Linked DNA regions of Sus scrofa: all the other regions are linked to region 4. Evidence: chromatin contacts called from public Hi-C, HiChIP or PLAC-seq and promoter capture Hi-C data. All regions are on one chromosome and are shown on one strand. Each heading gives the region's core, a stretch centred on a gene start, on an enhancer-like site or on the middle of the called end of the contact. The rest is flanking DNA. Distances are from core to core; before and after follow the strand shown. Region 1 holds the start of LNPEP (leucyl and cystinyl aminopeptidase). Region 2 holds the start of ST8SIA4 (ST8 alpha-N-acetyl-neuraminide alpha-2,8-sialyltransferase 4). Region 3 holds the start of ERAP1 (endoplasmic reticulum aminopeptidase 1). Region 4 holds the start of CHD1 (chromodomain-helicase-DNA-binding protein 1). Region 5 holds the start of RIOK2 (serine/threonine-protein kinase RIO2). Region 6 holds the start of ERAP2 (endoplasmic reticulum aminopeptidase 2).

Evidence for each region. Promoter capture Hi-C pulls out the DNA fragments that hold promoters and counts their contacts. A called contact is a pair of places that touch in the nucleus more often than the background predicts. HiChIP or PLAC-seq counts read pairs in DNA pulled down with a chosen protein or histone mark.
Region 1: a contact with region 4 is called in a Hi-C map of liver, with 8 times the contacts expected there. The contact joins the promoter of LNPEP here to the promoter of CHD1 in region 4. A contact is called at or near these places in 2 of 47 Hi-C or Micro-C datasets (heart right ventricle and liver) and 1 of 2 datasets of contacts at active chromatin or transcription factors (skeletal muscle).
Region 2: an H3K27ac HiChIP or PLAC-seq map of alveolar macrophages shows a contact between it and region 4. The contact joins the promoter of ST8SIA4 here to the promoter of CHD1 in region 4. A contact is called at or near these places in 1 of 5 promoter capture datasets (fetal skeletal muscle), 3 of 47 Hi-C or Micro-C datasets (liver and skeletal muscle) and 2 of 2 datasets of contacts at active chromatin or transcription factors (alveolar macrophages and skeletal muscle).
Region 3: a contact with region 4 is called in an H3K27ac HiChIP or PLAC-seq map of alveolar macrophages. The contact joins the promoter of ERAP1 here to the promoter of CHD1 in region 4. A contact is called at or near these places in 1 of 5 promoter capture datasets (liver) and 1 of 2 datasets of contacts at active chromatin or transcription factors (alveolar macrophages).
Region 5: a promoter capture Hi-C map of liver shows a contact between it and region 4, with 8 times the contacts expected there. The contact joins the promoter of RIOK2 here to the promoter of CHD1 in region 4. A contact is called at or near these places in 1 of 5 promoter capture datasets (liver) and 1 of 2 datasets of contacts at active chromatin or transcription factors (alveolar macrophages).
Region 6: an H3K27ac HiChIP or PLAC-seq map of alveolar macrophages shows a contact between it and region 4. The contact joins the promoter of ERAP2 here to the promoter of CHD1 in region 4. A contact is called at or near these places in 2 of 2 datasets of contacts at active chromatin or transcription factors (alveolar macrophages and skeletal muscle).

The regions. Positions count from the first base shown.
Region 1 is chr2:103,566,688-103,571,104 of Sscrofa11.1, forward strand. It overlaps LNPEP (leucyl and cystinyl aminopeptidase), which reads left to right and starts at 1,679. Exons shown (of 18, transcript NM_001105291.1): 1 at 1,679-2,294. The coding sequence starts at 2,276.
Region 2 is chr2:106,843,740-106,848,110 of Sscrofa11.1, forward strand. It overlaps ST8SIA4 (ST8 alpha-N-acetyl-neuraminide alpha-2,8-sialyltransferase 4), which reads right to left and starts at 2,067. Exons shown (of 13, transcript NM_001037322.1): 1 at 1,666-2,067. The coding sequence starts at 1,778.
Region 3 is chr2:103,413,350-103,417,929 of Sscrofa11.1, forward strand. It overlaps ERAP1 (endoplasmic reticulum aminopeptidase 1), which reads right to left and starts at 1,717. Exons shown (of 21, transcript XM_021085396.1): 1 at 1,595-1,717.
Region 4 is chr2:105,202,352-105,206,668 of Sscrofa11.1, forward strand. It overlaps CHD1 (chromodomain-helicase-DNA-binding protein 1), which reads right to left and starts at 2,952. Exons shown (of 36, transcript XM_021085399.1): 1 at 327-2,952.
Region 5 is chr2:103,821,159-103,825,259 of Sscrofa11.1, forward strand. It overlaps RIOK2 (serine/threonine-protein kinase RIO2), which reads right to left and starts at 2,408. Exons shown (of 16, transcript XM_021085153.1): 1 at 2,239-2,408. The coding sequence starts at 2,304. LOC106509506 (a long non-coding RNA gene) reads left to right here and starts at 2,657. Exons shown (of 7, transcript XR_002342063.1): 1 at 2,657-3,174.
Region 6 is chr2:103,507,978-103,512,106 of Sscrofa11.1, forward strand. ERAP2 (endoplasmic reticulum aminopeptidase 2) reads left to right here and starts at 2,448. Exons shown (of 17, transcript XM_021085395.1): 1 at 2,448-3,526. It overlaps LOC110259692 (a long non-coding RNA gene), which reads right to left. Exons shown (of 3, transcript XR_002342061.1): 1 at 3,728-4,129.

The DNA.
Region 1 (4,417 bases), core at 429-2,928, 1.6 Mb before region 4:
TATTTTTGGTTCTGTTGGGGGTGGGAGGTTTGAGGAGGTAGCCTAAGGGCTCTGATTATCTTTAACACAATGGGAAAAGAACAGCTTGGAGGTATCATATGATACAGACACCTTCTCTGCACTGATCACAAAGGCACCACTCAATATAGAAATGTTCTCTGGAAGGCGGTTTTAAACATTGCAAGTGAACTAGAACTCTAAATACCACTGCATCCATTCACAAATTATTTATTGCGTATCTATCTAGGGATTAGGATACAGCCCTTTATAAAGGTAATGACCCTGCCTTGCATTCTTGAGAGGAAGATTCATAGTAATGTAAGAACAAACAAAACGTTGAGAGCCTTAAGTGCTGTGACTACAATAAAGCAGAACCCAGTCTTTATAGAATAGACCATGTTTGCACCTATTTTCCATTGTGTGGCCAGGAAAGAGCTCTTCTCAGAGAAGCCCTTTGAGATGAGACTTAAAATACAAGAAGGAACCAGCAGTCGAAGTACCATGCAGAAGGAACAGTTCTTCCATGAGGACCATGCAGTTGGAATGGTTTAATGTAAATTGGCGACTTTAAGGAACAGCCAGAAAGCCTCTGTGGACAAAGCATAGTAAGCACGTGTAGGAGATAAAGTCCTAGAGTTAGGGAAAGAGTTTCGCTTTTATCCTAAGTGTGATTGGTAGCCACTGGAGATTTTAAAGCGCAAGTGGGTGATTTAATTCAACAGACATTTAAGAATACAATATTGCAAAATACAATATTTTACTTGGATTTTACTTCTTTGAAACCTAATTTCAATTTCCCACGCAGGTCAAACAACAAACAGTACTGCCAGCCCTGTTTGCCCAGGCTGTTTGCGCTTGCCACGGGCTTGTTTGCACCGGACGCCCTGCTGTTGACAGCCTCAGAGAAGCGTGTGACAGTTGGCAGGCGCAGTGAGGCACAGCGGGAGCCAAGTTGCTGCTGAGGCCAAGGCTGCGTTTGGGGAGGACAGAAGAGCGATGAGGGGCAGGAGGCGATGCAGCGCGCCCCGAACTCCGCAGCATAGCGGCGATCCGCACAGAGAGCAAGGGATGATGAAGTGAGGCCTGGAAGAGCATCACCCGGGCTCCCCAGGCCCCTGGTTATTTCATTTCAATGGTTCGCCGGGTCGCCCGGCTTTGACACTGGAAACTATGGGGGCTGGAGACTGGAGTTGAGGGCTCCAGTGCTGGAGGGCGGGGGCGACAAAGAGAGTTTCGCTTTCTCCGGCCTAGCTCTGCTGGCCTGGCCACCTGCAGCAGCGGCTGCACCCCGGGGAGCCGCAGGTGTTGATTTAAGGCTGGCGGGGCAGGCCTTCAGCCCACATCCTGCGGCTCCCGCGGCCCCGGTCTGATCCAGTGCCAGGTTTTGTGATCCGCCTGCCTGTAGATGCCGCGCCCCGATCCGCTAGCCGCCCAGACTCCTTGGGGGTCTTCCCCCACTTCAGTCAGGCCACCGAGAGCATGGGACCTCTGTGATGTGAGCCAGCAGCCCTGCCAAGACGACCCACAGTGCCTGCTCCCTCAAGCCTTAGCAGAGTGAGCTCCCCGGGGCCACACTCCCCAGGGAAACCGAAGCTTCGCAGTCCGGGAGCGACCTTCGTCCATAGATCCTGCTTTGCCTTCAGATCTTGGCTACAGTGGCACCTTCCAGGCCTCTCCTCAACAAGCATCCGAATTAGCGACCCACTCAATCTCCGTCACATCACCTAGATTTAATGCTGAGCTGGGCATTTATATCAATCTCGTGTGTCTTGTGTTTGTTTATTATCTGTCTCTGGAATGTCTCCTCGACGGAGGCAATGACTGTGTTTTACCAGCGCGGAGCTGGGTTCCCGGCTCCTAAGGCCGGGCCGGGCCTGGCCGGGACGTTATAGGCTATCACATTTGCTTAATGACTGACCGCTGTTCTGGGCACTGAAACAGACCGAGTTGCTGGCCTTTTCTGTCAGGGGCGGGGCTTGTTCCGGTCACGCCCCCCCCGGCCCGCCCCCAGATCTAACCCTCTCCCTCCTCTTCACTCCCTGGAATCCGCTGGGGCCTGTGCAGTGCTTTTTCCTCTAGTTTCCCTCGCTCTCTGCAGCTGTCGCTAAAACACGGAGCTGTGGATTTTCGAGCGAGCGGAGCGGCGCCGCTGTTCGCGGCACCTCCCCGACAGACCTCGGCGCTGCGCTGGGCATGCTCAGTTGGTAGGGCCGCTTCAGCGTTCGGAGTAGGAAGCTTGGACGCTCCTGCTGTAAGGAGCTGCGGCCGGGGGAAGATGGAGCCCTTCACCAATGGTGAGTGGGCGGCCGGAGGACCCGGGGTCAGACGCTCTCTGGGGCAAGAGGGTCGTGGGCAGTGTGACACGCGAGGTCGAGCTGCAGTCGCACCGACCGCGGGTTTCCCGTGAGGGCTTAGGGGCAGTGGAGAGGGACGGGGAAAGCAGTTCGAGGCTCGGGGGAGGGGGCGGGAGGCGGCCGGTGTCGCGGAGTTGGGGAGTGGTGTGAAGGTCAGTGCCATCGCTTGCCCAGGGTGGGGGCGTCGTCGGTGTGGCCCGACCGTACGCTCTGCTGCGCGCCCAGGTGGGCGAACAGCAAAGTTTAGGCTGTTTTGCGCAGATCAGGGGGCAACGGGAAAGTTGGCAGCTGCGTTTGCCCGGGAGAAGGGGGTGTTGGCCACAGCTTTTGGGCAGGAAGAGTTAAGCCGCGGCCCTTACCAAAGACAACTTCGGTGGTGCGGCGGGAGCTATCCCCCTGTCCTTCAGCGAGTTGCCGGCGTGACTTTTCCTAATAGGACGGGGTGGGGGTGGGGGCTTAGCAGGTTAATTTAGTGGAAGGAGGAGAAACTTGCAGAAAGGCTTGATCACCCCTGCTGTGTTCCCAGGAGGTTCCTCCCCGCATTGCCACCCTCCAGTCTGATGCGGAGGCACTACGCAGAGCGTTCAAGCTTCCTTTCCCTGGCTTCCGATAACCAGTTTTTCAGTTGAAGACTCATTAAATATCAAGGGTCCGTCACAATGATATCACAATGTGACTTGAGGCCAGAGTCAAAGCAGGAGCCTGCAGGATGCCCTGCAAACAGCCACAGCCCTTTACTGAAAGGAGGGAATAAATCCCACCCTGCTTAAAACGATGGCTTCTGTTTGGACCAGAAGTGCGGGAGTCACAATGTAGAAGTGAGATGTCTTACAGTTTTGCAGCTTTCAGTATTTGGAATCCCTTTGGGGACAGAAAGTAGTGAAACAGCCAGTAAGGGAGGACTCACACCAATATTAGAAGATTCACTTTCTAGTTGACCTTTCACTTTCCTGCGGGTGGTTGATTACTTAATGGTAGATGGTTTGTCGCATTAATGGATGGCAAAGTGAACCCCTGTTTGAGTGGGTCAGTTGCCATCCATGAGTCAGAGACGTGCACTTTGTATCAGACCCTATCCAGACTTTGCTGTTTGCTGTGTTTCATTCATGGGCCTGGGAACCACTCATTATATTCTCCCTGTCCATAATTCAGAATGCTTTATTCTACTGCCATCTTCCTGTCTGTACTATTTAATTAGGCTTAATGATGATAACATTAATTCTGAATTTTCTTTCTCATTCAGGTTCTATTTGTAATTACTAGGGCTCCAAGAGTAGTCTAGTACAGTTACTAAGAAAAATAAGGGAGATTTGAGCTGAAAGGAACCCTGGAGACCATCTGGTACTTTGGTGTAGAACATTTCTAATACAAATCCTTAAATCCTTTCCGATGAGTATTCCAAGGCTTTTTTCTTTGTTTGAGGTAGAACGCTTGGAGCTTCCCTGTTTGCAGGATTTTAAATGTGAAGTTGCCTTTAAATTAAAACAAAACAAAACATTCCCCACAACAAGGCTGAGTCACCCATTTGGTCAAGATTATTGCCAGCTGATTTGGTGAACCTGTGCCCACAGAATTAAAGTACATTCTCAAGTCTTAAAACTGGGGCCTTTTCTCCTTGGCATATGCTGCTCTTGATATGAATATTTGCAAATTGTCACATTTGGAAGGGCAGTGGAAAAGTCCCAGAGAGGAGAACAAAAAAGAAGCAGTGCTTCAACTTTCAGGTCGGAAATTGGATTTCTAATCCTTTCCTATCTATCTTCTGGATTTTCAGAGTCTGTGCTGGAGACAGTTTAGCAATGTATTATTTTAGTTAATATGTTAATCACTCCTTGGAGCCTTATCTAGCAGCCTTTAACAAGCAGAATAGAAACTACAGCATTTAAAGTCAACAAGAAATGAGGTCCTAGAAATTCGAGGTGCTTTTCAGGTTTAAAATAGACTCTATTTATTCCAGAACTTTTGAAGGATAGTTGTAGAATTCTTTAGTGTCTTCAATCAGTACATGGTATAGTGGAAAGTACATTTATCTTTGTACTTAATCCTTTTGAGTATGTGAACAT
Region 2 (4,371 bases), core at 817-3,316, 1.6 Mb after region 4:
GTCTGTTAATTCCCCCGGAGGACTGGGGGTGCGTTCCTCCTCCCGGCCAGCGGTTTAGGGAAGCTCGGCCGCATGTGGCGCCTCCTCTCGCCTCTCTCGTCCCGCCCACTCTCGCTCTCCAGGGTTGCCAGCCAAGGGCCGGAACCTAAGAGTCCTGGCGAGGCTTGGCCGCTTTGTCCTGGCTCGCGCTTATCTTAGGAGCCCACTAGCCCAGAAGGGAACAAAGAACCTCGACCCCCGCGCCCCAACCTCCGCCTCTCCCCCACGCGCCGGATCACCACCTTCCTAAAGACCCCTTTGTCTGCCTGGGAAGCACAGATCTACCGGGTATGCCCACTCCCCCACCCAGAGTCCTTCTTTTCTGACAATCGAGCTAAGCTGAATTCTCAACCCACCCACTCCCTGTGTTAACGACCTCATACAGTTTGGCATTTTCCCTCGAAAATAGACCATTTAGAGATTTGTTGATGCATACCAATCAACCAGCCCATACCGTATTACCTTCTTCATTCTCTTCCAGTCCCTTTCGATTGTCTTAACTTAATCTATAAAATAACAATTTCTTCTGTAAGGATGAGCTAAGAGTCTTGCTCACCTAAATTCTCATTACTCAGGGAGGAGCAGGAATATTAAGAAATGGAGTGCCTGAAGTTTGTGTGTGTGTGTGTGTGTGTGTGTACGCGCACACACGTTTTGGCAGTCCTCTGCCCACCCCCACGCCCCAGAACACAATGGCAAGGGTTCTATCCCCGTTTTCATAAATGTCATCTTTGCCAGCGTGCAGTTTCTGATGGCGATAGCGGACGCCTCGGGATGAGGGAGGATTTCCGAAACAGGACTTTGTACAGAGTTGACAACCGGGTTCACATCCTCAGAAAACGCTTCCAAGCTATGTAAGCAACACAGAGTTACAGCCACCTCCTGGGTAAACTTCAAAGATACAGAGGCCAAAGGGAGGGAGGAAGGAAGTGTGATATTTAGAGAACTTACTGAGGTGGAGGAAGAGTCTGAACTCATCTAGACAAACTAAAGAAAGAGCAGAAATATAGTCTGTGTGAAGCTACAGTTCCCAGTTTCCAAAACTGTAACCATGACGCCCATGCGTTTTACCCACGGAGAGCAAATAAGGAAGTATGGTTGCTTGTGTCGGAGTTTCTAATTCGAATTATGATACACAGATCTACCCAACGCCAAAGAATTGTAAAGAAACAGAGACACATTTCCTGCTTTCTGGGCTTTAATTAACTTCAGCCTTTCAGGAAGCCAGCTTTTTCTAGTTATCTCCCTACCGTGATGGGGCAGGAAAGAAGGAAGGACAATCAGATGGTGAATAAAGACATCTCGATTGAGTTTTGCCTTGGGATTAAAAGGGCAAGGACACCCGTTCTTTGTTGACACTTCTGCAATGACTTGGGCTTATGAGCCCTGGCAGCACCAATACAACCGTCACTATCGCCGCACAGGGCAAGTTGAACTCATACTGGGAACCCACGTAGAGAGCATACACACCTCAACCACAGCCTTTGTTATTTAATTCATGAGACTAAACATTCAGAAGCTGACCCCAACGCACATAATACCCCAACCCTCACTCTATCGTCTATATTCACATTTCATTTATGGCTTGACTTTTTGACATATCCTAAAATGAAGCTTTGCATTTACCCGATGAGTTGCGTCTCCTGGTGCTCCTCAGTTCTTGCTATTTCTTTTGTCTTATAAAAGATCAGGAGCAGACTTATCGTGCAGATCGTCCACCTCTTCCTAATGGAGCGCATCTTGGGTGCCCGGGAAAGTCCTGGTTGCCCCAGCTCCCTCACCTTCTCTTCATATAAAGGCTCCGTTTTGGGGAGATGTAGTCACGGGGAAGGGGAATCTGTAAAACGCGAGGAGAGCGTGGAGCCGGGATCTCAGGGGCAGGTCTCGAGGGTCCTCTGCAGCCCAGCCGAGCTCCCGCTGGTCCTCGAGCAGTGCCCAGCGCACTCCCTCGCGGTTCCCGCCAGCCCTGCCCCGGTCGCTCCGCGCCGCCTCCCTGGGGCTCAGGTTTCTTTTCCGAAGAGACACCTTGTGCATGGGAGGTGGCGGCCGCTTCTGCAGCTGGGTTCGGGGGCGTCACTGGCCCTTCCCTTTTTCTAGCAGGGAAATGATGAGCAAAACCAGCCAATCACGGGACTGAGGGGGCGGAGGCTGCTGCTGCCTTGCGTTGCTGGCTGCTGCTAGGAGAGTAACGTCGCTGGCGCTGTCTGCACTGTGCTGGGAGAGGAAGCTCACAAGCTCACAGTCGTGTGTATACACACACACACACTCGCACGCATCAGGACTCGCATACCGTGGGAAGAGCAGTAGGAGGAAGTCAGGTCGCTCTCTCGGGACACCAAAGCGTTAGCTCTGTGCACAAGGAAGCACCGAGATAGTCCGTCCGCACCAGCGTGGAGAGGATACCTCTGCTGGTGACAGATCAGAGACGCGTCCTGCTCAGATAGAGCTTGGAGTGGGTAGCAAGAGGTGTAGCTTCTTCCACGCGTCTTTGCTAAATATACACACACTCGCACAAACAGGCGCGTGCACACACGCAAATGCGCGCCCTCCCAAGTAGAATGAATGGGGGAGGGAGGGGGGAGGAGTTGGAGAACGTTTTATATTCCGTGCACAGCTTAATCTGGAAAGTACAAATACACACATGAGCGGATTAGTCGATCGCCCACTCGGTGTGGGTGGTGGATGACCACCCGACTCAGAATCTTGCAGGAAACAAGTGATAACAGAGGTGTCATTAGGAACTTTGTGGATATTTATGTGACTCTCATTCATTGCCATTTGGAAACTCCTCACTCAGGAGTCAAGGAAACTCCAACCCTACTTAAACTTCACTGAAGAGAGAGAGGATTCTGAGAAAAGCAGGACCATGTTTTTAAACCCAAGTACACCTATACTCAGGAAGGAAGGAGGGAGGGAAGAAAGAAGGAAAGAAGGAGGAGCAAGCTGTTCTACAAAGTCTCAATGTGTCTTTAATCTGATTCTCACTCTCTTCTTCCCTCTCCTGTTTCTGTTTGCTTAGTTGGTTGGTTTTTATTTTTTACCTCTACTGTATTTAATGGGAGGGACACTTTCCCAGTCTTAGAGTCTTGATCAGAATACCTCTCCATGTCTATGGTCCTCACTCTCCTCACCCAGAGTGCTTGCTGCACTGGGTTGTACCAGTCCTGGTTTGACTTTTACCTCTGAGCTGATGGAGGCACCGCTCAGGAGAAATAATGCCTGGAAGCCAGGAGTTTCCCCCATCAATTTGAGCAGGTCCCAAGTTCTCTGCCTCCCCCTTCCTCACAGAGATTCTCTAAATTACATCACTTGTTCCTTCAGGTTGAGCAGTGTCTGCAGCTGTGGACCCCTGAGGTTTACACCTCCCTGAGCCAGTAATGTAAGGGTGAGGCTCCCTATCAACTCTCTGCTGGAGGGAGAAAAAGGTGGTTATTCTGAGTTTCTAGTCCTTTGACAGCTTAAAATAACAAGGATAATAGCCAAATCCTCTCCTTAAAAACCCAAGATGCCTGGCAATATTTGCCATTCTTCCCCTAAGATTTAGAAAGTGAAGAACCTCTCTGGTCTCCAGCCTCCTATTCGCAGTGGAGCAAATAGGAGGTTGGGTTTAAAATGCTCAAAGGAGCAAGTAATTATGAACCTTTATTGACACTACAAGTGGCCCACCGGGAGCCTTTCGAGTTTATTGATATCTAGGCAAATCCTGCCTGCATTAATGCATATCTATCACACAGACTTCTCAACAGGCAGAAACTCCGAGAATAAAACAGCTTCTTATTTATGTTAAAAGGGACTGGGATGCGGAGGGGGTGGGCAGTACATGGTTAGTATGCTAACTTCTCTAGGTTAACTTTTTATTTTATTTTTTTTTATTTTTGTCTTTTGTCTTTTTAGGGCTGCACCCACAGCATATGGAGGTTCCTAGGCTAGGGGTCAAATCTGACCTGTAGCTGCCGTCCTACGCCACAGCAACAGCAACATAGGATCCAAGCTGTGTCACAACCTACACCACAGCTCACAGCAACGCCAGAACCTTAACCCACTGAGCGAGGCAAGGGATTGAACCAGCATCCTCATGAATCCTAGTCGGGTTCATTAACTGCTGAGCCACAAAGGGAACTCCCCCTTAACTTTTTATTGTTAAGCAGAAAACAAAAACATTCTGGATTTCAGATAAACACTACTCACTGATGATGACTGAATAATATGTATCACCTAATTAAATTTACCCAACATTTTTTAAGCAATTACTGCGGGCCAGTATGTAAGGCTTTGGGAACACAGAAATGAATAAAATACAGCATCTGACCAAACAGGGAGATCACTTACTTA
Region 3 (4,580 bases), core at 467-2,966, 1.8 Mb before region 4:
AGAAAATCATCTTGGTTGCTGTGTGGGGTGTGAGGACTGAGAAGAAGGGAAGGCCAGTTAGAAAGTAGTCTAGACAGAGTAAGTACGATGGTGGTTTGTATTGGAGTGATGTCAACAGAAATCAGGGCAGGGGGCTGGGGACACAGAGAGATGGAGATATTCAACATCCATATTTACGGTGGATTAGAAGTGGCGAGTGAAAGGACAGGACTATCAGGATGGCTGCCAGGTTTCTAAAATGAACATCTGGGTGGTCATAGGTGCCCTTTATTGAAATGGGAAGGCCAGAGGTGGAATGGGTTTAAAAGAGAGGAGAGGGAATCAAGGTTTAGTTTTAAATATATTGAATGTGTGATGTCTAAGAGATATCCAAGGGGAAGCATCAAGAAGGCAGTTAAATATACACAGATTGAGAACAGAGAGAGAAGAGTTTTAAAAGAATTTCCTGTACTTGACTGCACTCTTTTAAAGTTTCAAAAAGTACCTTCCTTTGTCATCTGATCTTACTAAAAGCTTCTTCACAATCAATGTGGATGAAAATGTGGCAGTAACGGAGTACTTAACTTACCTCATAGCCAGGAAGAGTTCAAGACACTTTAGGAACCTTACTGCCTTTGGTGAGTGTGACTTTTCCCATTCACACAAGAAGTCAGGGGCAACTCATCCTGGGCTATGTCACCTTCCCTTTATTGGGACACTATGGGATGTGAAATTCATCATCAACAGGACCTTCTTCCAACATGCTCTGAACAATGAAATTAACAAGCCCTAATAACAGCATGTCACTGCTGGTAAATGATACAGATGTTGAATTAATTCGATATTTAACACAGTGGAATTTTTTTCTATTTAGACCCACCTGAAAATGTGCTACAGTACAGTTACAACGTCTTGGAAAAAGAGACAATGCTGGCCAATTTTTAGAAGTATTTTTTGAAATTATTGACCGCATCCTGAGTTGAGAGCAAATATTCTGTGCATTTAATAGAAAACAAAGCATTCTTTCTGAATGTGGCCTCAAACAAACAAACAAACAAACAACTCCATGAAAAGGGTGAGGAAGTGTCTGCACTTCCTCCTTCTTATGAAATTAACTTGCAGGTCCAACTGGTGAGAAAGGCACCCAAAGCGGAAATTTTAATTTGCTCAAACAGGAGTGTTTTAACTCTGAATAAACCCTGGCGGCGCCAGAGCCAAAGTGAGGACAGAAAACTGCTGGCAAGAAGTACAGGAGAAGCAAGGAGAGAAACGATCTTGAGGACACTCACAGAGGTTCCCACAACACTCCTGCGCCTGGAAGTAACCAAAGCCGCGTTCCAGTCTCTGACTACTAGCCACATGGTACCCTCCTTGGCCTAACCCCACCGTCCGTCCACCGGTCCCTCCACTTGGCCCTACTCAGGTGTCAGGTGGACCGGGCGCCGGCAGGAACCCAGGCTCCAGCGAGTGCAGAGGGAGGCTTCTGCCAGCCGCCTGGCCATGGGACTGAGTGGAGCAAGACCACCACCGGCCCTGCGCTCCTGGCCATCTCCCAGTAGAAAAGAGGGACAAGGACAGCAGCGGTACTGGGCTGGCGCCAACCCCGCCACCTTACCTGTGGACGCCACCCTCCCTGTGGACTCGATCCCCAGATCCCCAGGCCACACGAGACGCAGCCTCCTGGTCCTCCTCCTCCCCTTGCTCCAGGCCCCCGGGGCCTCCCCCCTCAGAGAGGATGCCCAGGTCATGCCCTTGCCCAGCCCTGTAGCCCCCTCCCAGCGGAGCGCACTGGGGAGGGGCTCCCTGTACCTGGGGCTCCGGACCACGCTGGCTGGCCCTTGCTCCTCTGCAGCCTGCCCTGCCCTTGCCGGCACAGGGACCGAAAGTGAAAGTAGAACCGGAGCTGCAGGCGGCGTGCGGGGTGCTGGGCCGAGCCGGGGCAGGCGCAGGGAGGCCCCTAGCCGAGGTGGGAGCTGGGGAAGGGAAAACCCGGGTATGGGGCTGAGTGGACACCATTGTTCCCCAGAGGCGAATTCACAAAACAGTGCTGTTTGCGTGTGGGAAACAGCAGGGTTATGATACAGGAGGGACCTGGCGGAGAGGGGCTCCCCTTTCGGAACGCAGATCATTTTCTCCGTCTCTGGACGGTTATTGTTGCTTTTTCATAGATTAGCCTTCGGTTCGGCCGAGGTTTGTGGGTTAGGAGGGGGCTAATGCGTTTAGAGGGCCATCCACTGACTGGATGCCCCCACCCAGAAATAGCTCGAAGCTCGTTGGACTCAAGGGATGTCCATCATCTCGCCTCTACAAATGGGCTGAGAGCTCTGAGAGCTCGTGGCCCGCCTCAGAGAAACAGAATCCGGAAGGACTCTTTGTTTCTGCCAAACACTGAATCCCCTGGGTCTCAGTGGGCTGGCCTTTGGGTTGTAGAAGGATTTGGCTAAGAGTGCGAAATAGGTGGAAGCGGGATGTAGCTGGTCCGAACTGCTCCACCATGACCCAGAAGTTTGCTGCTCCCCACATGAAAACGTTCTCCCTGCTTTTTCAAATCAGGTCACCGTTTCTATGCTCCTCTTAGAACACTGAACCTGGATGAAAGGTCGCCAAAAGCCCATCTTGAAACATTTGAAGGTAAATGCAGTAACAAGCCAAGAAAACACAAATATTTATACTCACCAAATGCTGGCCCCTCTGCGACTTATTCTCACTCTACTCAAGCTTTCTCCTTTCATTTCCTTCTCTGCCGCCCTGCCTTGGAAAACGGGGGGGGGGGGGGTTCCAAGTTGCTAGAATAGTATTTCTCAGCTTTTCTGTCTTCCATCTTATGCCTCCTTTTGAAAAAATATATTTTGTTCTGCATATTCTCTCCAGTCAAAGATATTCTGTAATATAAACTTAATACCCTGTCCCCAGGCCCAATCAGAGTGGGATCAAGGGAAATGTCTACACTTCTACAAGGAGCCAGTTTGGGATCAGGTAATTTGCACGTTTGAACTGCAGCAGGGCTGTCAGTGGCTCGCTATAACCTCCAAGGCCTCTGGGTGTCAGTGAGTGATCCTGCTTTGCTCAGATGAGAGATTTCTGTTCAGTAAACGCACGCATTTCTTTGTTTTCATATTTTTATTACAGGATATGCTGTTTTCCCTTCAGTTTCTATTTAGTGTCTTTTGAAATATTTCTTGAAAGTCAGGATGGAAGGAACTGAAGGCGCCCCAACAGACAGGAGGCTGCCAGGAGTGACATGTGAGAAGGCAGGAGGAGAGGAAGGTCTTTACAGACACCTGGGCAGAGGGATCAGGAATGAAATGTCAGCAAGGAGAAAGCTGACACCAGGCTTTTCTCTCACAGCTCCACCCTCACGCAGACTTTGGACTTGGTTACACCCGGCTAAGACTCCCTCTTCAGAATCCAAGTGCACTACAAATAAAGCAATAAGAGGATTTGGCAGCATTCCCTTCTAGTTTCAAAGTTCCAGCAGAGATACATTGGATGCAGAACTCCTCGGAGTGAGGACTTTAAATGTGAAGGAGCCCCAGTTGTAGAGGTTGTCAGATCAAAACTTAGCAACTACCAAGCTTAGAAATGCTGTTGGAGGGAAGAGCACAGGAAGGGCCTCTCAGTTTATTAATTACTTACAACTGTTAGATACTCTGCTAAATGCTAGCTGTATGCACTTGTGTATATATGTTTGTATAATTTTATCTTTTCAGTGAACATAAAATGTAGGTATCAGGCTTTATAAATGAGAAAAGTGAGAGGCTGGAAGCATGCTCAAAGTCAAAGAGAAAATAAAAAGTGAAACCTAATTTGAGCCCTCCATAGGTCTCTTTGACTCCAAAGTGCATGTTTTTTGCACTGACTCACATGGCTTCCTCAGCTAGCTGTTATTCACTCCCTCCCCCTCTTCACCTCAACCCCATTTCACTTGGCACTTCTAGCTTTGCTCTTTTCCAGGCAGCCCCTAGGAATTCCCCAGCCTGCAAAACCTTCCTGGAGCCTCTGGATTTCCTCCCAATGGATATTATGTTATGCTGCTATAACAGAGCAACTCTAAGACATCACTAGTTTAAGAACACAAAGCTTTGTTTCTCACTCATGGTGCAGAGCCATGGCTGACAGGCAGGGTACTCTGCCCTGCACAAGAAGCTCAGCATCATGTAGGCGCATTTAATGAAGCTTTTGGCCTTCCAGATCACCCTGGCAAGAAAGAGGAAGGCTGGAGAATGACACATCAGCCTGTTCCTACCTCAGCACTGCGTATCACACATGACTTCCACTCACATTTCATTGGCCAGAACTAACTACATGGTCTTCTGCAAATGCAACCAGGGGTTGGTAAACACTAATAGTATTGTCCACCACATGCTTTAAGAGACTCAGTTGAGCTTGTGCATGTTAGAAACTTCTAAGTGTCCTTAGTCTCAGATGGGAGCTGGGAGGAGGAGGAGGGAGTCCACCTCAGGCTTTAGCCATTGCACATGTATTTTGGGTTATTAATGATGAGTTTGTTTGTTTTTTTGTTTTTTGTTTTTTGTTTTTTTGATCAAGTGGCATTCAGTTCTGCCTTAATTAATTACATCAATTCTGTACTCTTAGCTTTT
Region 4 (4,317 bases), core at 1,702-4,201:
GCACCGGCCAAGCGCACTGCTAGCGTCTCGCAGCTCTCCCCTCGCGGCCCGACCGGCCTTACGCGGAGGAGGCCCGGGCTCGACCGCCAGCTCCACGGCTATCCGGGGAGAGGATGCGCTCCGCCGCGCTGGCCTGCGCTCACCCCTCACACGCCCCCTGCGCGCCGAGCTCGTCTGCCGCCGACGGCCCTCGCAGACTGCCCCGGCCTATGACCGGCGTTCGGCCCCTGAGCCACCGCCCGGGCACCGCGCCGCCCCCGCCCTCCGCCTGGCCAGCTCCCGTCCTTCTCGCCACATCCTGACCCGCCCGCCGCCCCCTTTCTTACCGGCAGGCGTTCAGGCTTCGCGGGGCGGAGGGAGCCGACTGGATCGGCGGCCTCCCCCGCGCCCGGGCCCGCGGTCTCTGTCGCGGAGTGAGTCCTCGGGCTCCGGGCGTTTCGGGGTAAGCAGGAGTCCGTGAGGGGAAAGGGGGAGGGGAAAGACGCGGAGGGGAAGGGGAAGCCCCGGCCCGCGGCTCCAACGCGTGATCCCCTGTGGAGCGGATCCAATAATCAATTCATTATTGAAGCACCAACGGCGAGGGCAGCAAAAGCGAGAACTAACAAGCCGTCGTCGTCGCCGCGGCCACGCGCGCGCTCTCGCTCCCGCCGCTTATCGGCTCCCGGCAGCCGCCATGACGCCGAGAGAGCGAGCGCAACCGTCTCCGTCGTAGCCGCCTCCGCCGCCGCCGCCACCGAGGTCGCCGACGTCTCCGCCTCCCGCGCGACGTAAGCTCTGCTCACTCCCCTTCCCCACTGGACGCGAGGCGGACGAGCGGGCGCGCGCACGCCGAACTCCACCAGCTGGCGCGCGGTGGGTGGGTGGGGCTACGTTTTGGAGTCGTGGGGCGTAGGAATAAAGTGATTGGTGGGGTGGCGAGTGGTGGGGGCACTGGTGGAACGCGCACGCAGGCCGCGCAGAGGCTGTCGGACTCTGGTTACGGCGGTGGGTCGGTGATCCTTGCTCCAGCTCCCTACCTTAGTGGCCCAAGTTGAATGTCCGGGAAGCGGGAGCTGCAAGCTCGCTCCATGCGGGTATGGACGCTCCTGTCACTCGGGACGGTTGCGTAAGGACGTCGCGACCGAGAGGCTGAGAAGGAACTAGGGAAACGGGGGTGGGGAAATTTTGAAGACTATAATGGGGTTCGGGGAGCTGCGGAAGGGCTGTGCTGGATAAGCCGCAAGGGTGGGGTCGTGCGTGGGGTCTAGTTGCCCTGGCCTTGGCCTGCGGCTCCTATGGGCCCCCCGCCGGGTCTGAACGCTTGTCTGGGAGGGGGGCTGATGCGTCACACCAGGCAGCCGGGGAACCCAACTGTTTGGCAACTGTGGTCACCTCCCGCCGCTTCCTACGCTTAGGCGACTTTAGACAAAGCCTCCCTCGGAGACCTGAAGTCCGGTAAGAGCCGGATACCTGAGGAGGCGGAGAGAAAATACAGACCGGGTTGTTGACACGCTGTGACGCTTTTTGATTCGTTTCTGGATAGCGCACGCCCGGTTCAGTAAAAAAAAAAAAACTTTTACAACCTTTCTAGGTTCCCGCCTGGAGGGCGGGGTGGAGAGTGCGTGCCTAATCGCAACAAAAGTGCAACACGAAGGACGTTAATAACTGTCTCAGTTTAACGTACTGCAATATAGTTGACGGTTTCTTTCATAACTGTAGCTGCGGGTCTTAGTTAACAACCTTTTTATATCTGTGGAAGGAAACACATCTTTCACGGTGGTGTCCTGCTTCGCTCTTTTGAAAACTTTTTTCAAAATAAAAATTCCTTTACACTTCATTATTTTTCTCGTCCTCAGATCAGTCTTGAGTCGTCCCCAGTTAATAATTTTTGAAACTTTCTAATCCCATTTTTCAGTTACTTGATCTGATGTAAAGGTCCACCTTCCAAGTCAGATGAGTTCGAATGCTTATCAGCATTCCCCAAATAATTATTTTCACCTATGAGAAATATTCATGTTTTAGCCTACTGTCTGTTTAGGCATTTTGGTTCAAAGCCTTCAAAAGAAAAAAAAAATCTCCAAACATAACCCAAAATATGTATTCGTTATGTGGAAGGGTATACCACACTTGGGGAGTAGGGAAAGAAACAGGTACACGGTAGTTTACTCAAAAAAAAAAAAAAAAAAAAGAGAGAAAATATTTGTTGTCAGGGAGCAGTGAAACAAAATGAAACATCACCATAGTTTGCAAAAATCTGTACTCAGCTTCTCCCTCCCCCTTTTTTTCTAGTTATTTAAATAACCATAATGTTGGGTTGTGAAGGATAATAAGATCATAGAAATCTCTCATCTCTGGAGTCCCTGTAAATAGGAACTTAAGTGCTAACTTCTAATATTGTGCTTTAAAAATATGATAACATCTCTTAATAATAGGAACTTCCTGTTCCTTGGACTGATTTTTTTTTTCTTGGATTACTAGAGTGGTAAGTAAAAAAATAAAAGTCACAAAAAAACATGGCAGACAATTTTTTAATCGGAAGTGTGACTCAGGTAATAAAGTCTTCAATTATAACTCTACTACATTTTATCTTTGTGTACCAAAAAGGATTACTGTATGGGGTTAATCTGTTTTATGTTTTCTGAAAGCACCTGTCAGGTGTTTTTAAACTACTGAGTTGTCATTTAGATGTGATATCTGCATACAATCGAGACCTTTTCTTGGCAAAAAAAAAAAGAAAAAAATCTTGCAAAGTTTGCAATAAAATGTTGGGCCTTGGAGATTTATATTTCTGATAAGATTATAATATACTTTATGACTCCACAGAACTTTAGAATGACTTGAGACTATGGAGAAATACTAGGGTAAGTGGAAAATTGTAACAACCTTGTCAGTTCACTTTTAAATTTTTTTTTGCTTTTTAATGCTGCACCTGCAGCATATAGAAGTTCCCAGGTTAGGGGTCAAATTGGAGCTGCATCTGCTGGCCTACACCACAGCCACAGCAACTCGGGATCCGAGCCACATCTGCAACCTACACCACAGCTCACAGCAATGCCGAGTCTCACTGAGCAAGACCAGATATCAAACTCGCGACTTCATGGATGCTAGGCAGATTGGTTTCTGCTGAGCCACGACCAGATCTCCCAGTTCACTTTTTTTTTAAAAGTCAGTTGATAAATATTTTATCTGCACAGTTAAATTCTAAGTTTCATTTTGGTTAAGTAAATTCTGTGTTTCTATCATTTTGGTACTAAACAATAGAGAAACAGTAGGTAATCTCAACATATGACTAGCAAAAATTCCTGAAAATTAATATCAATCATGAAGTTTTTATTACAATCTAATTTTCCATTTGGGAAATTTAATGTTCTTTGGAAAGAACATTACTTTTACAAAATCTAGGATAGGTTTCTTAATTCTGATATGCTCTAGTAGGACTAGTTACCAATGATTATCTTTAGGTGGGAATAGATTGAAAAATCACTTACCCAGAATTTTGAGATGACAGTGACAGCTCTTGTTTTTCTGTTAATGGTTTTGGATGCCAAGATAAGATTTTAATTCCATAAGTATGTTCTTGTTTCCTAGAAGATTTACATACAAAAACTGCTAAAACCATCAGCTTTAAAAATAACCTAGATTCTTGGGAGTTCCCTTTGTGGTGCTGTGGAGATGAATCCAGCTAGAATCCATGAGGATTCAGGTTTGATCCCTGGCCTTGCTCAGTGGGTTAAGGATCCAGTGTTACGAGCTGTTGTGTAGGTCGCGGAGGAGGCTCAGATCCTGAGTTGCTGTGGCCATAGCGTAGGCCAGCAGTTGTAGCTTTGATTCCACCCCTAGCCTGGGAACTTCCACATGCGTGGGTGCATCCCCCCAAAAAAAAGCAAAAAAAAAAAATAATAATAATACCCTAGATTCTCCAGGTTCTTACCAAAGAGTGAACGAGCTCTCCAAGTATGATACTTAAATTTACAAAGCCGCAGCGGAAATGAGTCCAACTAGGAACCATGTGGTTGCCGGTTCAATCCCTGCCTTGCTCAGTGGGTTAAGGATCTGGTGTTGCCATGAGCTGTGGTGTAGGTTGAAGATGCAGCTCAGATCTGGCATTGCTGTGGCTCTGATGTAGGCCAGCAGCAACAGCTCCAATTAGACCCCTAGCCTGGGAACCTCCATATGCCATAGGTGCGGCCCTAAAAAAATGCTAAAGAAATAAATTTACAAAGCCTCTGCAAACAGAACCTATGAAATCCCAAGTCACCTTATAGTGAACATTTACTGTACATTATCTGTTTGCTTAATCATAAAAATTATAGGAGAGAACTGCAGTGCCCAGTGTTG
Region 5 (4,101 bases), core at 1,158-3,657, 1.4 Mb before region 4:
GTCAGGGCAGGGAAGAGGTAGTGGTAATTGAAGGAAAGAATTAAAGATCTCTAGAAGTTAGTATGGGAGGGACTGGTATTGGATGTGGGAGGGTAAATGGAATGAAGAACCAAAGTTGAAGTGAAGAGAAAGAACAGGTTTTAAGACAATAATTATTACTTTAATGGAGCTTGGGAATGGAGTGAGGGGGTAGAAAAACTGAGCACACTGACTTTGAAGTGCTGGAAAGTCCTTTATGGAAGGCACTTCAAATAAAGATATTTAAGGGAATTTGGAAAGGCTGATCTACACTCAGGAGTGAAGCTTTAACAGGGGAAAAACTGTCAATTCTTTGATGGACGTAAGACATAAAGCCATGAAGTGGATATGATCATCAAGTGAGAGCTAATAGGAAAAAAAAGAGATGAGGGACACAATCTGGAGCGAGTTCACCCTGAAAGGTAAAGACAGACAGTCCAAGTATGATTATTGACATAGGAGAGGCCAGAGAAGTAAAGGGTAGAGAGTCAAGGAAAGGTAGCCACTGACACCAAGACCAGTGAGACTCAAGAGACTGAAATATTTAATGAGTTCGGTCATTCCTTAGTGAGCTTCAGAAGAACTTAAGTATTGCAGAAATAAAGCTTTGGAAGATAAATGTAGCAGCATTTTGATGTTCCAACTAAAACTTCACACTTTAACCTTCTTCCATTCTCTGTTCCCTTCCAGACTCTAAGAGTTTCTTAATTTCCCTACTTTCTGTCAGAGTCATTAAGGAATGAGGGAATGTGTTGAGGAATCAGAGAAGGAAGATATCTTTCAGATGTGAAACTAGGTAGACAAAACTCAAAATCTATGGGAAGGGGGAAAAAAATGCCTTCCAAATTTATACTGAATTTACACCTTATAGTTTAATCCTTAAAAATGGCCTACTTAAGCAAAAGCTAATAGTTCCTACATAAATGTGATTTACCCTGAAAATCCCTAATCTATGTGTTGATCTTTGTACTATAAGACCAAGACCATAAAGTCAGTTTGTATTACTTCCCTGCTTAAAACTTCAGTGATTCCCTTGTAGTTCCCTCGGTGGCACAGTGGGTTAAGATTCTGACTGCAGCAGCTAGGGTGGCTATGGAGCTGAGGGTTTTTTTCCCTGGCCTGGCACAAAAGATTAAAGGATGTGGGGTAGCAGTAGCTGTGGCTGGATTCAATCCCCTGGCCCGGGAGCTTCCATAGGCCTGGGGCCATTAAAAACAAAAACAAACAAAACACATAAGTGGCTCCCTTACATTTAAGACTATGGTCCAAATTCTTTACCAGGCCTGCATGGGTATATATTTATAGCACATGATCTAGTTCTCATCTTTTCGGGTTAACTTCCACCTATTCTGCTTCTTGTTCACTATGGCCTTTCCGTTCTCAAAAACCATTCTTGCCTCAGGATCTTTGAACTTGCCACTAGAGTTTCCTCTGCCTTCAATTCTTTCCAAGGACTTCCCTGGGCTGCCTCCTTTTCATTCATTCGGCTATCAGGCCTAACCCCCCATCCTTTCCTTTACTTAGCAAATATTTATTCTGTAGCTACCAAGAACTGGGAAATTTTTAGAAAGGCCTTAAAACTTTGGATACAACAGTCAAAAAATAAGATTCTTGAACTCAGACAGTTTTCTCTGACTAAGCAATTTAAATACAATATTCATTGGTCCCGGCCCCACCACTCAGAGTTTCTATTCCTTTACCCTTTTTATCATCTTATAGCCCGTGTTATCTGATATTATCTGTTTATTCGTTTACTTGATTATATGCTCCCCTTGCCTTGTTGAATTCCCTAAAACTATTACTAAGAACCCGACGAGTATGTTAATTGATTGAAACTGAGGTAACACTATGTGACTGAGCCTGTGAGTAGAGAACTCAGTGCTGTCAATTCTTTTCAAGAGCCTTAAACCCTTCTCAGCTGGTCAGAAGCCCTGGGTCAGAGATGCCCAGGCCACGGAGATTCGAGTGTGGCTCTGGAAAAGTGGGGCAGAAAGGAAAGAAATAATTTAAAAAGGGGCCTCTGCTCTACTTGGGGGAAGAGAAAAAATTCTGAGCGAAGGATTTTGAAAATTCCGTCTCGGTGGTTTTCTTTTCCCCATTCCCAACCTCCGTCGCCTTCCAGGGCCTAAAGCGCGCACAGCTCCCAGCAAACTCGGAGAAGAGGAAGAGCACACGCGGTGGAAAAGGACGTTGGAGACAGGAAAACGGCGAACTTCTTACCGCGGTCAGGACCCTGAAGTCATCCCGGCTCATATAACGCAACTTGGCCACATTCACCTTCCCCATAACGGCCCCAAACCCAGGCCAGAAGCCTGTGGACAACCAGCGGAGAACGCAAAGTAATCGGGTACTCAGGCTTCTCAGCCACCACACAGCTGCCGGGTGACTCGCGCATGCGCTGCTTATGCAGCAGGTCCTCGTTACTAAAAAGTACCATTCTCACTGACATGCAGCAATAGAACTACTTCTGGGCTTTATGAAGCTTATAGTATGGAAAAAATTAGAGGATTTTTTTTGTAAAGTGGTTTAGTCATGGGACTAAGTCTTCCGACTGTAAGTGCTCTCCACTAAGTGACATTTGTTTTCCTTATCTGTCAGGACCGACTGCCTTAAGTGCGCGATCCGCCGCTTAGAGCAGAGAAGTGGTTTAATGGGAGGAGCAGGTTTTATCTCCTAACAGCAACTTCTGCTTTAGTCAAATGAGTTTCATTAAGAGAGGGGGGGAAAAGAACCTGAGCTGGGCTCCTGACAATCAGGTCTGTCAGATAAAAATAGTAACCACACGAGCAGACCTTTGTCTAACTGCGCATGCCCAGGACTGGGGCCCGCGTGGTTAGAGAACGCTCCGACATCAGCTCAGAACGTGGTCCAAGTTGGTCCTTAAGACACCGAGTGCGCCTGCGCTTGCTGGGGGTGGGTCCTGGAGTGCTGGGTGGGGCCCTTGTGTGCTCTGCGCTTCTCCCGCGCTTTTCCAGAAAAAGTGTGCATTTTGATGGTTCGGAGCGGGCCTACGCGGATTTGCTATTGAGGTCCCCATTTAAGGGTTTTACCAGCCCTGGCACTCGTTCCTACGTCAACAAAAATGTAAGCGCAACGGAACAGTAAACAGCTTGCACCCGACAGAGTGCGTACTCTACTTTCCCTACGACAACAAGGGTAACAAAACTTGTATAATAATATTTGCATTTATATCGCGTTTCACGAACTATATTTTAAACCTTTAAAAGACAATTATTTTGGTTTGCCTATCACCAGAGGTGTGGGTGCTGCATATGGTCGAAGATGATTGTGGGCCACTTAAGGCTTGACCGCATTTCCAATCACTGCCATTTAGCGTCTCTCAGGGTCTAGTCTCAAAACTTTACTTAAACTTTGGAAATTAGTGTTTACAGAGTTCCTTCTTTCCCCTTCCCCTGTTTTTCACTGACCCATGCACTTTTCTTTTCCAAGGCCCTACTGAGTATGTTGTTGGGTCCAAGCCCTTTCATAAAACATGCACTGGAATTCTTCTAAGACAGGCAGTTGTATCTGTTCAGTCTTCCAGTCAGAATAGTTAATATTGTTAAATCATAAAATACAGAAAGAACTACCCTCTATCCTCTGAGTACAACCTTTGCTTTTTTAACCTGAATGCAGTAAACCTTTGATTAACCATGACCAATGAATAGAACCCTTCATTGAAATGGAATTTTTCTTTCTGTAATTCACATAAGGCATGAGAAATGAAAAGTTTTTAAGGAAATCAAGTGAGTCACTTTTGGAGCAAGAATGGGAGTGGAAACAGGATCATTTGGGTGTTTACTCCTAATCCAACAATTTAGCAGTTTTTCTTAATCTATTGGCAAACCTTACCTTGTCAACTCTGCTCCAGACAAGCACCACTAATTCATTGGATTTGGCTGGAATTGCTATCGTGGTTCTGGCATAGTCCCTGAGGTTAATCACACTGAGCCCAAGTATCTTACACTTTCAATATTAATGTATATTTTCTACAAAATCCTCTTAATCAGACTCTTGAAGAGTAAAAGTGATTCAAGTACTAATTAGAATTCTCTATTATGACATGCTTAATAATGACTAAAA
Region 6 (4,129 bases), core at 1,198-3,697, 1.7 Mb before region 4:
TGAGGAAGGTACTTATTTTCAGAAGATGACTTTAAATCCAATTCTCTTGATTCTAGGTCCATTTTGTAAAAAAACTTGGGTCATTAGGATTTAAATCTGTTGAGTGCACCCTAAGGGGATGGAAATATTTGTAATATATATGAGAAAGATTTCCATTAACGTTAGTAAAAGTCTGTGAACATTTCGAAAACAAATGTTTCAACTCTGTGGAGAATTCACTCTAACTCAGTCATGGTCACCTGTTTGTTGAGGTGTGCACAGCACACTGAGAGGGGCTGGAGAGAGGGAGAGGTGTAGTGTTGGGCCCCCAGCTTTCGGGAGTTGATAACTGAAAGAAGGATATGAAGCACAGGCATGTTAGTCTAAGGTGAGGGCCAAGAGAACTGACTAAATGAGTGCCTGTAATGAGGGACTGGACAGGAAGCATGTGTCGCTTCCAAGGTGGCTTCCTGGAGGAGGCATCTGCCTTGCAGTAAGTTTACACAGGGGGCACAGAGAGACATATGACATACAAGGTGGCAGCCACAGTAGAGGTGAGGAAAGGCTGGGCTTATCCAGAAATGGAAAGTTCCCTGAAGCATGGAGCAAGCATAGGGCAATCTGAAAAGAAACAAAAGTATTGAAAAATGTGTTCGTCCATTCAGCAGACATTTTTTGAGGGGCTTTTCTAGACCAGGCTCTGCTCTAGGCTCTGGGCATTAAGAGGGGAACAATACAGGAGTTCCCAGAGTGGCTCAGCGATTAACAAAACCTACCAGGATCCATGAGGTTGCATGTTTGAATCCTGGCCTTAGTGGGTTAAGGATCAGGCATTGCCGTGAGTTGTGGTGTAGGTCACAGATGTGGCTCAGATCCTGCATTGCTGTGGCTGTGGCGTAGGCCAGCAGCTACAGCTCCAATTCGACCCCTACTCTGCGAACCTCCATATGCTATGGGTGTGGCCCTAAAAAGACAAAAAAAAAAAAAAGAGGCGAACAAAGCAGACAAATACCCTGTTTTCAGGGAGCTCATGTTCCAGTGCGGAGACAGATGAAACAAACAAATCAATACATAGAGGAGTTCCCTTTGTGGCTCGGCAGAAACGAATCTGACTGGCATCCATGAGGATGCAGGTTCGATCCCTGGTCTTGCTCAGTGGATTAAGGATCCAGCTTTGCCATGAGCTATGGTGTAGGTCACAGATGAGGCTCAGATCTGGCATTGCTGTGGCCGTAGGCCAACAGCTACAGCTCCGATTTGATCCCTAGCCTGGGAACCTCCATATGCTGTGAGTGTGGCCCTAAAAAAAAAGACCAAAAAAAAAAAATGTATCAAACCACCAGGAACCAGTAAATGCTGAGAAAACAAAAGCAGACTACAGGGATAGACTGGGTGGTGGTAGGAGCGCATTGAAGGAGAGTCTCTGAGCAAGAGACAGAGAAGACGAGGATGAAGGGACATGTGAATTCCCTAAGCAGCAAGCATCCCAAAGCTTGCTCTCTTATCAGGAAATAAAAAGATTAGAAACCTCTTATAGTAAGAAAAAGAAATGTTTTTTAGCCGCCCCTGTGGCATGTAGGAAGTTCCCCAGGCCAGGGATTGAACCAAGCCACAGCAGTGACAACACTGAATCCTTAACCTCTAAGGGAAGTCCAAGACATAGTTTTAAACAGTGAATTTTGCAGTCACCCAGACCCTACTCCACTTCCTGATGGCCCCATTTCTTCATCCTCTGTCACCACTTCTGTTCTCACGGGCAGGGGAGAGTTCTGAGAACACACAGACATGGGTCTTGTGACATGGAATGACGAGGTATTTCTTGTCACAGAGCTACCCCCCCCAAAGCTTCTTCACCCCTCCCTTCCCCACTGCAGAAATAGATTTCCAAAAACCTCCAGGTTTTTTAGCCCATGTGCCTCTTCTTTTTCGTGTCCCCTCTCCTCCAGTTACCTGTTTGCATCTGTAACCCCACCTCATGGTACCCCTTTAACTATAGGAAATGCCACTCTGAGGGACCCCATCCAGGCCTGTGCCACTTTCTAGGAGTAAGCTACCTCCTTGTTTTTCCCCCTTCTACTTTAAGTTTTTCATCCAGGTTGAAATCATAAAATGTAGAAAGAAAAAATGATAAAATATAAAAAGGGAAAAAAAATAGTCCAAGACCTAACAGGGATCTAATCATGGCAGCATTTGAATACTGAACCAAAGCATAGACTACAACTAGCAATAATACCCAGCAGGAAAAGGCATGAAAACCAGCATAGGAAGGAGGCCTAAAGACAGCAGGAACCAAGCTCACTATATTTCACTTGAGAACACCACTCATGGGTGCATGGCCCTTTAATGCAACAGGATGTAAACAAAACGCCAGACAGGCTTTGAAAGAGGTCATGGGGCCCATAGGCAGCCAGTGGGCTGCACATGGTCTCCCCACAGGAACTGCCTCTGTGCGTAAACAGAGGAAACCATAGGGAGGAGGTTTTGAGCAGCGAGGTGGCGTGACCAAGCAGTGGTGAAAGCATTAACCTGCTGGCAGGCATCATACAAGTGGCCTGCAAGGGCACGTCTTGAGAAGCAGCAAGACTTGTTTGAAGGCCGTTGCAAGGAGTAAGGAGGATCTGGGCTGCTTTAATGACTGTGGGGAAAAAAATTTTTTTTTAAGTCGGGTAAAATGAGATTAAAAAGGAAGACTCAACAGGACTTGGTAACAAACCCAAGTGGAGCAGAATCAAAAGAGTGATAGGGTCCAATCCTAGACAATGAAGGAGGGCTTGAAGCAGATGAACTTAAAGCAAAAAGCACCCACCTGGGGGAGGAAGACATTGTTTGAGTTGTTAGTAGAACATTCAGGTGAAGACGGTCCATCAGGCTTTTGGAACCAGAGCAGCTGAAACCGGAAAGGAGGGATCAGGAGATAAATGCAGGACAGATGAGGATAAAGGCGAAATCTCTGCCCTTGAACATGTTCTCCAAGGAAAAGAGTAAAGTGGGAAAAGAGCAGAGAACAGAGGTTTTATCTTTGTGGAAGGCCTGTATCCAGGGTGGTAAGGAGGAGGAGGAGGCCCCAAAAGATGGGGAGATATGCAGCTGGAGAACAGCCCCTTTATGCCCAGGAGGTAAGAGGTTACAGAGAAAAGCCAGGGATAATGACCTCTGGTAAAGCCCACAGAAGCTGGCTGGGAGTTTCCTTTTCAAGTAGATGGACAGAGATCAGATTGCATGGTAATATGGACACAGCACAGGGGGGAATTCAAGATCATGTCTTAAAATAACTCAGCATTTAAAAAAACAAACAAACAACAACAACAACAAAAACCCCCTAGGTCTGAGGGCTTTGCATCTGGGAATATGGGAATAGGAAAGATAAAGCAGCAGGGATAGCAGCCTCTGAGATGCTAGAGTCCTAGCCGGCCTTGCCATGGTGTGGCCTTTACTCTGAAACCTGCTTCTTAGCTACATTTATGCAAAGTTCTAAGTCTTACCAGAATAGAAAGTGAAAGCAAAAATAAATTCCCCTCCGTTCAAATCTGCAACCACATGGATTAAGGTAATATTTCTCTTGAATTTCTTTTAAAATCCTTGTTTTTAGTGAGAATAATGACCTGACTTGAATGTATAAAACTTCTGTATTGAGGAGCGCTTGCAATCTCAGGTGAGGATCTGGGGAAGGCGGGCAAATCTGGCGTTACTGTGTTGGAAAGCATGTGCAGTTAAGGACAGGGTTTAAGAAATTTTCTGTTTCACTGACCCACTCTCTTTGGGAGATTCTCTTCGTTTTTTTCCCCCAGATGTTTGTTGCAGATTTCATTGTCTCCAATCCCCAGATATCTTGTTCCCTGCAATAAAGTGCCATGTAAAGGAAGGGTCAATGAGCCGTATTTTAGTCCTGATTCTTCATCAAGCTTTCTGTGTTTGCAACAGTCACTCACCTCCAGGTTTTTTAGCTGGACACTAAGGACTTGTACTAGCCAGCTTTTAAAATTCTTATCAGTTCCAAAGTTAAAGACCACATGAGTAGCTATCAGAGCCTTTCTCCACTCTCACCAAAATACATACCTTCCTTTGGGTGTGTCTGCTACATGTTACGGCAGAACTCCAAAATTTAGGCCAGAGAATGCGAGTTTTAAGAACCACCTAATAATTTAACATT